Regions from separate parts of the Sus scrofa genome. Here regions 2 and 3 are each linked to region 1. A link is a contact called in public HiChIP or PLAC-seq data. All regions are on one chromosome and are shown on one strand. The core of a region is the stretch at or near the end of the contact, and the rest is flanking DNA. Distances in the headings are between cores, read along the strand shown. Region 1 overlaps LOC106508010 (a long non-coding RNA gene). Region 2 has its middle 190 kb from the start of LPP. Region 3 has its middle 140 kb from the start of LPP.

What was found. HiChIP or PLAC-seq counts read pairs in DNA pulled down with a chosen protein or histone mark.
Region 2: a contact with region 1 is called in an H3K27ac HiChIP or PLAC-seq map of alveolar macrophages. The contact joins two enhancer-like sites. A contact is called at or near these places in 2 of 47 Hi-C or Micro-C datasets (embryonic fibroblasts and liver) and 1 of 2 datasets of contacts at active chromatin or transcription factors (alveolar macrophages).
Region 3: a contact with region 1 is called in an H3K27ac HiChIP or PLAC-seq map of alveolar macrophages. The contact joins two enhancer-like sites. A contact is called at or near these places in 1 of 47 Hi-C or Micro-C datasets (liver) and 1 of 2 datasets of contacts at active chromatin or transcription factors (alveolar macrophages).

Annotation. Positions count from the first base shown.
Region 1 is chr13:125,430,452-125,434,371 of Sscrofa11.1, forward strand. It overlaps LOC106508010 (a long non-coding RNA gene), which reads left to right. Exons shown (of 7, transcript XR_001304509.2): 1 at 1-1,866. Among named protein-coding and RNA genes, the nearest start is that of BCL6, 43 kb to the left of the region's middle. Within about 2 kb of position 1,945, at least 7 of the 83 cell types and tissues checked have an H3K27ac peak or open chromatin away from gene starts, as enhancers often do. A contact at or near this core is called in alveolar macrophages, where this site is marked.
Region 2 is chr13:125,586,120-125,589,642 of Sscrofa11.1, forward strand. No RefSeq gene overlaps it. Among named protein-coding and RNA genes, the nearest start is that of LPP, 190 kb to the right of the region's middle. Within about 2 kb of position 1,487, at least 22 of the 83 cell types and tissues checked have an H3K27ac peak or open chromatin away from gene starts, as enhancers often do. A contact at or near this core is called in alveolar macrophages, where this site is marked.
Region 3 is chr13:125,639,495-125,643,061 of Sscrofa11.1, forward strand. No RefSeq gene overlaps it. Among named protein-coding and RNA genes, the nearest start is that of LPP, 140 kb to the right of the region's middle. Within about 2 kb of position 1,702, at least 20 of the 83 cell types and tissues checked have an H3K27ac peak or open chromatin away from gene starts, as enhancers often do. A contact at or near this core is called in alveolar macrophages, where this site is marked.

The sequences.
Region 1 (3,920 bases), core at 695-3,194:
TTTCTTCATTTTAAAACCAGGAAACCAAGGTCCAGAGAGAGGCGGTAACTGACGCAAGGTCACAGAGGCCTTTTGAGATGAAGTCAGAAGTAAATCACTAGTCTTCCTACTCCTAGTAAAGTGCTCTGCTCTTCCTTGTCAATGGTGATATGATGAGTATGTACAAAAAGTGATAATCTGTCTAGGGAGCTTTGGGACAGGCACTATAGAAAGTTCTATGGACTAGAGGAAGGAGCCAGCCTCTCCTGGTTCCCCATGTGACAACCTGGCAGTCAATCCTGCTAACATACCTTTTAAGATATCAGTATACAACAACCACTACCAAATATACTGCAAACACCATCCAATTATATCTGCATGCAAATATATCAAAATTATCCTTCTCATCAGAACTGCTCATTATGAAGCATCTACTATGTTCTAGGCACTTGATATAACTTATTAGCCCAATCCTTTATATACCTTATTTAGTTCTGTGAGGTTGGTGTTATTATGATTGCTTTTCATATGAATAAACAAAGGCTCAAAAGCCACCTGGCCAGTGTGGCAGAATCAAGATTTGGGTCTCAGTCTTCCTGGCTCCAAAGCCTGTACTATTTTCACCATAGCCACCATTCCCTAGAATATCCCAAGCCCATTCCTGGGCTCTGCTGCCCACCAACAAGCCCCAAACATTTTCTGTGGCTAGTTCTGGTGTGAAATAAACTTGAGGGTTTGGGGGAAATTCCTAGACTATTCAATTGAGTTATCTCTTCAGACAACTTGAGAAGTAGCTCCCTCTTTTACTGGTGTGTTCTTTTGTTTAAAGCATCTTAAAGAAAACAGGGTAGAGAAAGACCCTAGCATCTGGTGTGGAGTTGCAATATTTGATAGGTAAACATAAAGAAATAGAAATAATAGCACTTTGAAAATATTTATTCATTAGTCATAATTTTTTAAACTGCTGTTTTTACTAAAACATGTTTACAGTAAAAGACTATCTGCAAAATATAAAATCAGAACTTTTTTTTTTCCCTTGAAGTAGAGTTAGGTCCAGGATCTGGTTATAAATTCTTTGCACAAATAAGTTTTTTCTTTCATGTATGTGTTTTTAAATATACATTTGTGGTTTTAAATAGGAAAGAAATACAGGGGTTAAATCAGCATTTGCCTTAAAAAAAGAAACACCTATTTTCTAGGTTAGAGTAACATTTAAATACCAACAGTAGATCATGGATTCTGATAGATGCAATGGTCTGGTGAAGTGAGGGAAAATATAACTGCGTGGCTTTGGTGGAATTATTTGACGGCCCCATTAAAGTCCACAAACATGGAAAGTCATGATCCATGTGGAGCTCTACTACAAAGGACAAGGACAATTGTAAGGCATTTTAGAGAAGCTAGCCCCTAGGCCAGTAAGAGCACTATCATCTTAGCAATGAAGTAATTATAAGATGTAAGATGTATGGTTTCTCTCCTACTTCATACCCACGTGAAATGTAAGCATCCTCTCTTCCTTCTAAAATTCACTAGGGATTCTTCAGTTCAAACGTACCATCAGAATCAATGGTAGAAGTATAATAAAAATTGCTAACCTTGAGTGAGTGCTTCTATAAGCCAGACATGGTTAAATGTATGCCTCTTTCAGGTATTAACTCTTTGGTCTTTACAGCAACTCAGTGAAGGAGTTGTGATTGTCTGCACTTTCCTATATGCACAAATTTGCAGAGTGGCTCCAGGAGGAAGATTTCATGAGAGTGAGGCAGTGACCTTGAGAGCCTGGGATCTCCCATCACAGTGCTGCCTGGCCAGCCTCCAGCCCTGGCCAGTGATGGGGTCTCCATTCCTCAGTCTGTAGCCCAAGCAGCAAGGGTGAAGTGGATTGTGGTAAGTATTTGCGCAGGAGCTTCGTGGTTTCAGCCGCCTGGATGCCACTGTCTTCCAGACAGAGCTTCCTGTTTTGATGGGTGAGTCATCACTCACTCTTCATGATTTTCAGCTATGTTTCCTCTTTAAGGGGAGGATCCCACTGTTCAGCATGAAGCTTACCTTACTGGTCACTTCTGAATGTTTTTTTGGTCATCCCCTGAGCTTGAATTATTTTTGCTTGGCCAATGTTTGGTCTTTCTCAGACTTGAAAAACACCAGTCAATTCTCATCTTCCTAAAATGTAAGCACCCACAGACCAGGACTTATGTCTGATTTATTCTTTATTCTATATTACCTTCCCAGTATAACTCAGACTTTTGATAAAGCCTAAAAGAATAAATTGTGGTGAGTAAATGTCGAAAGAATGAGTGAAGGGGGTTCCTTTTGAGAACATTCTAGACTTAGCAGTTCCCTGACATCTGCTCTTGTACTGACTGTTTCCATCATGAACTCTGCAAATATTCCTTGAATGGCCATTAGCTGAAAGAGAACTTGAAGTTCTGTGCATAGAATGGGAGTATGTATGCTTGAAGACTCATATTTTTTCATTCATTCACTCAGTTGATAAGCATTTGCTGAGTACATCTTATGCTAAGAACATGCAGGATGCGGAGGCATGGATGTTAAGAACCGTGGATTTAGATTGGAAAGGTCTAATTTCTAGCTTGACTTCTCCACTAAGTAGCTGTGTTCTTAAGTGACTTTCTTCACCATTCTGAGCCTCTGTTTCCTTATTTGCAAAATGAGGAAAATACCAGTATCAACATCCTCTGTTAGCTGTGAGGATTAAATGAGATCACACCTGTTAAGTGCTCAATAAATCTTAGCATTCGCTATTATAATTTCCCTGGTAAGTGAAACAAAGAGGAATTAGACCTAATCCTTCTGAGGGAACAGACAAATCTATGCAAATAAACACTTTTAGAATATGAGGTACAAATAAAACTGCTAGGGATATTCAGATTAAGTCAAGATGATGTACAAACAGGGAAACTCAGAGACAGCATTCTTCTCAGAGAAGGCTGCAATTAAGCAGTTTTGGATATGCAGACATGTGGGGGGAAAGACATTCCAGGAGATGGAATTAACCCAAGAAATAAAGGGAAATATTAAAGAACAAGCCAATACTCTGGGCCCCTGAGTCACTGGGCGATTGCTTTGCCTGGACCATAGAAGACGTTAAGGGAGATAGGAAAAGAGGTGATTGGAGAACAAAGGAACTATCCCGGGGAGGATCTTGAAAACCAGTGAGTGAGTTTGGGTTCCATTCTCTGTAGACTGGGTGTGTATCTGTGGTTTTCTGTGCATCATTCACTAGTTTCATTTTTGTTTCCTGTCGATGGGAAAGGTCACCTGTGTCCAAAGCCTTTTAGATTTTAAGTTATTGATTCCTTCATGTTTGAGATGTTCAATCACCTCTGAATGTTCTTTAACCTCCTTCATGTCACTGGAGTGACTCAGGAATGCTGTGAAGTAAACCACACAGGGAGATGAGGAAGCTCACACAGATAGGGAAGATAACCCATCTGCGGCAAGGATTGGTACTTGGATGGACTGGGATGTGAATGTCATAGCTTCTGATTCCAAGACTTTCTGTTTTCTGAGGTGGGAAAATGCAAATATACTGCAAGATGAAAGCCACGGCCATGTTGCCTGAATGGCAGAGAAGAGAAATTTTAATGACAGGGCTCTCCAGCTGGAGATGACTTCTGCCACCATGGCTGCTTTCTTTTGTTGTGATTTGCAGCAGTAAATGCTGTGCAAAATGGAATCAGCTCTAGACATTTCCCCGCTTGACTGGCTTGGACTAGTGGGTACATATCCTCTGGCCTCCCCCCAGGTTTCTTAAAGGGCTTCAAAAGAAATTGATAGTGACTATACTCTGGGGTTATTTATAATGGAAATCCAGTCTCTTATTCCTCCAGACGTCTACAGATGAGTTGGGCTCTTAATCTGAACCTTGGGGAATCAGAGGCCCAGTTAGCTTTATTTAGCTTTCAGGACATTGGTTT
Region 2 (3,523 bases), core at 237-2,736, 160 kb after region 1:
CTAGTCATTTAGCAGCTGGGTGGCCTTGGGAAAGTTACTTAACCTCTCTAAGCCTCATATTCTTCATCTACAAAATGATGCTATCTAAACAGGAAGGGCTTTCATGAAGGGAAACTAAGATAATATACAAGGGCTTAGCACAGTACCTAGAACATAGTAAGAACTGAAACAAAAGTTAGCTATCATAATAACCATAATCATAATGTTGTCAGCATTTGGTCTATCTTAAGTCTTTCCTTCCACACAGCCTTCTGTAACCTCCCAAACAACAACTAGTTCTACTTCTTTTGAAATCTCCCTGTACTCTGGCTATCCTCGTCTTATGCATAGTTTTAGCGTGATTTTCCCACTTAATCTGTCTCCTTCCTTGGAAGCAGAAACTGATCTACCTCTGAATACTTTGACTCATCTAAAAATGAATCACAGGTACACCGTAAAGATTTCTTTTATTCAGTGTTCCTCTGGATGGAGGGCCAAAGAAAGTCGATGGTGAGCCTGAGCTGCTTGGGAATAACTGGTCTCTCCAGAATTGAGACAGAGCAACTCACCCTTGGATTCTGCCTACGTGGATACACAGCACAGCCTGGGCAGCCAAAGGGACCAATAGGACAGCTCAGTGAACTTTGCCCTCATGCCCTATTATCCTACTTCCCAAAGCCTGGACTAGTGCTATTCCTGGTGACCAGAAAGAACAGGGGAAGTGAGTAGGAAAAAGAAAGTGCTGCATTTACCACTGGCAATCTGCTCAGGAAGTGGGAGAATGGGAAGGGAAGAGGTCCTATTTTCTGAGACTTGGGGAAGGCAAATGAGAGTGGGAGAGAAATGATCTTTGGCTTATATTCTTCCAAGCTCAAAGGGAAGATGCTGCCCTCGTACATGGAATTGATTAGGGAAATCCTAGATACACGGAGCTCCACAGCTTGCTGTGGGTGAACTCAGAGGTCATCCCAGCTTTCTGATTCATCCAAATTGCAAGCCTTGGTCGGCAGGCAAACTCTTCTGCCCCAAGCTTTACCTCGTTTGAAACTTTCCCTGTGTTGCTATTTTGGCCAGAGCTAAAGCCTGGCCTCAGAACTCAGCGGCTCTAGGCTGTAGGTCAGTTCACTCACAGTGGCTGTCCCCTCTGAATTCCAATCTGAAGAGACAGGCTGGCCAGTCCTGTACCTCCCAGGAGTCTAGATTTGAAGGGAGCCCCTGAGATCATGCAGGTTAGTCTAACTCTGGCCCAGCGAGGGAGGGTCACACCACTGGACAGCCGAATGCAGAGATCTGGCCCCCCCAGTCCAGTGCACTTTCCACTCACCCAAGAAGCCCCCACTGGCTGTTCAATTCAAGGACATAACCCACAGAGAAAGGAGGAGATTGTGAAATGCTTCCACTAGAAGTCCAGGGCTGGCTGAAAGCCCAGTAAGTTCTCTCCCACCTCCTAACCCAGTCACTTTTCAGCAGTTTTTCATCCCACTCGTTCGTGCTAGCCCTCTTTTCTATGAGGTCAAGGCCTGGCTTCCAATGAGCAGCTCCGAGAGCAGCCGTGCTGACTTCTGCTCGGACCTTCCGGGACAGCTCCGCTGGCAAGACCTTTCCATTGAGCAACCACCTTGTGCAAACTGACTCTTCCTTGCCCTCCAGTATTACTCGGCAACTCTGCGAAACAGTAACCTGACGGTTTATTTTTATTTCAAGCTTGCGATTGAAAAGCTGGCTGTGTATTTTTTCTTCTTTCCCTTGAGGAAGTTACTAGGGACCCGGGGGACTTTTGGTCTTCAGCTCTTGACAACTAACTCGACACGCCCCCAACTTTTGCTAGCCCCCAGTCTGTACCAGGTGACACAGGACATGCCAAGGAGGGAAAAGGAAATCCCTCCAGAGGGAAGATACCCCCTAAATGGAGACTTGCCTCTCACTCAACACCCAACTGCTCAACCCCAGGGCCACCAACCGACTCATGCTTCCACCGCATTCTGGGTCATTATCCCCCATTTGTTCTGCAGCTGTATCATGCACAAAGCATTTTAACCTCATCAAATGTGGTGTCTAGGACCTCCCAGAGGGGCTGTCAAGGCAGCTGTTTATGTTAGAGCAGAGACAACCCTATATAGTTATGTAGGTATCTGAGCAGGACTGACTACATTTACAAAGAGAGCAGCATAGTCATCCTCCTGACTCTGAGTCCTTTGCTCCTTGTGATCTTTCTTCTCCCAACTACTCTCCTTATTCTCCATCCTGCATAGTTGGCTAAAAGGAGCTTCCTGGATCACCATTTTTCTCCGACACCTCCTGCATTCACAAAGCTTCAGACACTCCTCCTGCCTACAGGATAAACTTCCAGTGACTTGGCTGGTCTTTAAAGGCCCTTCCCAGTGGGACTCAAAAGCGTTCCTTCAACATTAGTTACACTGCTTCTGACTGGCGTGTCTCACTGAATTTCCTACAATGTCCTCTGCACTTTTTAAAACTTTGGGCCTTGGAGTTCCCGTCATGGCTCAGTGCTTAACGAACTCGACTATATCCATGAGGATGAGGGTTTTATCCCTGGCCTTGCTCAGTGGGTTAAGGATCCAGCATTCCCATGAGCTGGGTGTAGGTCACAGGTGCAGCTCAGATCCCACATTGCTGTGGCTGTGGCATAGGCCAGCAGCAACAGATCTGATTCAACCCTTAGCCTGGGAACCTCCATATGCCACAGGTACAGCCCTAAATAGACAAAAGACAAAAAACAAAAAACAAAAAACCCACATACTTTGGACCTTAATCCTCTGGCTGCTCCGGACCTCATTCCCCACACTTCAACCCAGGCCTGCCCTTTAAGATGCTGCTTCATTAAGGGATACCTCCTGCTAGAAGTTTCCCCTGGATACCTGGATACCGCCAGCCCACAGTGAACTCTCCCTTGTGACATTCCTCAACCTGCATCAGCCACACTACTCTTGCGGCCTCAGTGCAAACTTTAATCAGGCAGGATTGAAGCTTGCCCTTACCTGCCACCTCCCACCTCAGCCCAAGGTTGAGCTTTGCACATCAGAAAAGAGTCAGTCACACACATCCATTGGTGGTTCTCTGCTAAATACCACATTCAAGAGAAGTTGGGGGTAGGATTTGCCTTCTCATGACTAAACAAGTAAGAAACACAGAAAAAAGTTTGGATCAAAAGTAAAAAATCTTCTATAACTAAAGTATTTAGTGTACCTCTTCTCTCAGAGAAGGAGGAAGACTAGGGAGGAGAAGAAAGGGGTGGAAAGGGATGAGGGATAGTTCAAGTTCAGATCAAAGGGGCCTGGTTCCCGTCTCTGGCTCCTTGGGGACCCTATAATGAACATACAGCACTGCGGGCTACTAGGGTGTCCTTGTCCCCTTCACCTTGGATTCTCAGTTTTCTCAGCTGGAGAATGTGGGTGATTTCCCTTGCCTGGCCCATCTCACTGGATAATGGATGCAAAAGTGCTTTGTAAGAATAAATGCTAGACCTACATGAGGGATTGTTAATCTCCAAAGCTCAGGCCCTGTCCTCCTCCCTGCTCCTGCC
Region 3 (3,567 bases), core at 452-2,951, 210 kb after region 1:
CTGGGACCTGGGTGATGGTGTAACTGCCACCGGTTTGATGGGCCAATGAGAGAGTACAGATGGAGTGCCTGAAAGATGCCCAGTCAGAGCCCCTACATCTCTCCTCCCCGAGCCATTTTGCCCTACCAAAGAACGGCAGGGGTGACGTACTGATTAAACCTGACCTTGCGCAAGAACCTGAGTCAAAAGATTTTTTTCAAGGAAAGGATCTCAAATTGTGTTTTAGCTCCATTTTATGAGGAAAATCCACACACCTTTCTATTGCCCACCCCACTAGCCACAGCTTTTTGTCTGATGGCCAGATCCTTCCTTCCCTTTTGACATAGTAAAGTCAGGGTGTCTCAGACTGGACATCCAGATGACCTCTTGCTGTCCTTCCAAAACCTAGATTTGAGCCTCATCTGGATCAAGATGAAGAACTGCCATTATTTCCCCACCAGCTCTTTAGTTTTTGCCCTCTCTTTCCACACTTTTTCTTCTTGCCTTCCTCCCAAATTACCAAATGCACAAGTACTCCAAACCACAGAATTTAAGAAAAAAAATTCAGGGCCATTTCTCTCCTACTTTCTAGTGCAGATTAACTCAGGATCATTTCAGCTCTTCCGCTACAGAATTCTAATCCATGTAATAATACCTCGGAACTTATTTTATTTATTTTTGTCTTTTTAAGGCCACACCCACAACATATGGAGGTTCCCAGGCTAGGGGTCGAATTGGAGCTGCAGCTACCAACCTATACCACAGCCACAGCAACGCCAGATCCTTAACCCACCTGAGTGAGGCCAGGGATCAGACCCGAGTCCTCATGTATATTAGTGGGGTTCATTAACCACTGAGCCACGACGGGAACTCCCAGAACTTATTTTAAAATATTTATCAACATACACTTTTCACCAACTCTTAGTGTTCTTTAGAATTTACATGGCTTTTCTCTCCATTTAAGTCAGATATCTCCAATGCATATCTTTGGCATGTTAATATCAGATTACAGCACAGAGAGGACCAGGGGGCTGCTCTGTGCAAAGCCTAAGAGGTCATCGTATTAATCAATTGGATAGAAGATTAATATATTCATTCAACACACACTTACTAATCACTTAACCTGAACTCCTGCAGTGCTTGAGATCCAGGAGCATGTACTTGTGATGAGAATACTATCCGCATCTTCCACTTAGACCGCGAGGCCCTTCAGAAGACTCTGATCTCAGCTTGCCACTCCCTGTCTTAGGACATTGAGCAACTCCCCTCCCTCCTCTGGGCTTCAGGTTCCCCATTGTGGCAGGTGGGTAAACAGAGCATTCTAAATCCTTCAATTCACCTTCTTCAAACTCAGTTCAGAAGCATGGATTAAGCACAGAACATAAGAGCTACTAGACAAGTTCAAAAAAAGGAGGGATCAAGTGTTATTTCAAAGAAATCAGGTCATTGCTGAAGCTGGGCGATGGGCACCCAGAATTTCACCATACAGCTTGTCCACTTATGTGCATATTTGGAAATAGCCCTACTAAAAAGAAGAAAAACAAAGAGAAGGAAACCCAGCAGGCTTCACATAGCAGGTAGCTGCTGAGCAGAACTGCAGCATGGGTAGGATTTCAATGAACCGACACTGGGTCAGGGGCCATTCCAGGCTGGGGCACATCGTGAGCCAAAGCATTGAGACTGGAAAATATAAGACATTCACAAAGGACTGGGAGTGGTCATGTGTGGCTGCAGCTCAGGATGCAAGAGGGGCGGGGAGGGAACCCAGCTGGAAAGGTATCATGGAGTCAGAGCTGAAGGGTCTGGAGAAACAGAGTGTTAAACTCAATTCCAAGGGAAAGTGACTTCACTGGTTAAGCTCGAGTTGGCTCTACCCCTTGTCAGTCAGGCCCCGGGAGAAGGGCCTGTGGCAGAAACTGGCGGAGAAGGAGGCTGGCAGCACCACCAGGCTTGTTTCTTCACCAGGAAACAAGGTTTCCTGTAACTCAGACCCATGAATCAGCATTTCCTCTGTCAATAATACACAGCAAGAAAGGCAACAGCACCGGGCTGGGGGCAATGGAAGAAAGGAAGGAATATTCCATGACACGGCTAGGCTCTGTTCTCTTTTCCCCTCATGAAACACTCCTGATAAGCTCCCAAGTAACACTCGGGTTTCATAAGATAAGTTCCTCAGACAGCCTCACGGTAGCACATGAAAATTAAGTCCTACAGGACACCCAGCTCTCTTGTCATGTTATGAGTTTCTATCACTGTTGGTTAAGGAAGATCACGTTCAAATTCTTTCATTATGTGATAACTAAACATTAATATAACAGTATTTTATTCCTGCTGGGGTTTGAGTGTGTGTGCGATTTGCCTTTTAGTTTTTACACACCCCTGTGCAATATTTTGTTTGACTCTCGTGATAATCCTATAAGGTGCAAAGGGGACATTATACCTATTTCACAAGGGCAGATGCGCAGGCAGGGAGATGGAATGCTTCTTCCCCGGCAGATCTGTTTTAAAGATGCCAGAATTGATACCAACTCCTCAAACTCCATTCAGAGTTTCTTTTTTAAAAAAATTTAAGGCTATGCTCCATTTATAGTTATTATAAACATTGGCTATATTCCCCCATGTTGTACGATATATATCTGTGTAACTTATTTTATATCTAATAGTTTGTACTTCTTAATTTCCTCCCCCTGACCCCTCTCGCCACTGGTAACCACTAGTTTGTTCTCTGTATCTGTGAATCTGATTCTTTTTTGTTATATTCACTCGTTTGTTTTATTTTTTAGATTCCACATATAAGTGATATCATACTGTATTTGTCTTTCTCTGTCAATTCAAGGTTCTTTTCAAGATCACAGACTTTTAATTAATTATATCAATTAACTGTTCATTTTAAATATATTTTACAAGTATTAAATTAATTAATACTATACTTAATTTATTTTTTTTATTTTATTTTAATTTTTGTGTGTGTGTCTTTTGTCCTTTTAGCGCCACATTGCGGCATATAGAGGTTCCCAGGCTAGGGGTCCAATCGGAGCTGTAGCCACCAGCCTACGCCAGAGCCACAGCAACACCACATCTGAGCCGTGTCTGCAGCCTACACTACAGCTTATAACAACACTGGATTCTTAACCCACTGAGCAAGGCCAGGGATCAAACCCGCAACCTCATGATTCCTAGTTGGATTCTTTTTTGCTGTGCCACCACAGGAACTCCCAATCCTGTATTTAATTTAATATATATATTATATATACAGATGTCTTCCTAGCACCAGAAGAATTTCATTCACTCCCTCATCCCCATGATGCATTATGGACTGCCCACTACATGCCACGCTCTCTTCTAGGCACATTCAATAGTGACCAAAATGGACAAAAGTCCTGCCTTCCTAAAGCTTCCATTCTAATTGAGGCACTCGGACAGAGACTGAGATAAAAGTAAAATACAGAGTATGTTAGAGAGTTATACATGCCTTGAAAAATAAAGAAAATGAAGGTTAAGAAGCATTGGGGGGGCTGTGATATGATTTTACCTATGTTGTTCGGTGACCATCTCATTGAAACGTGATGTTTGAGTCAAGACCTGAGG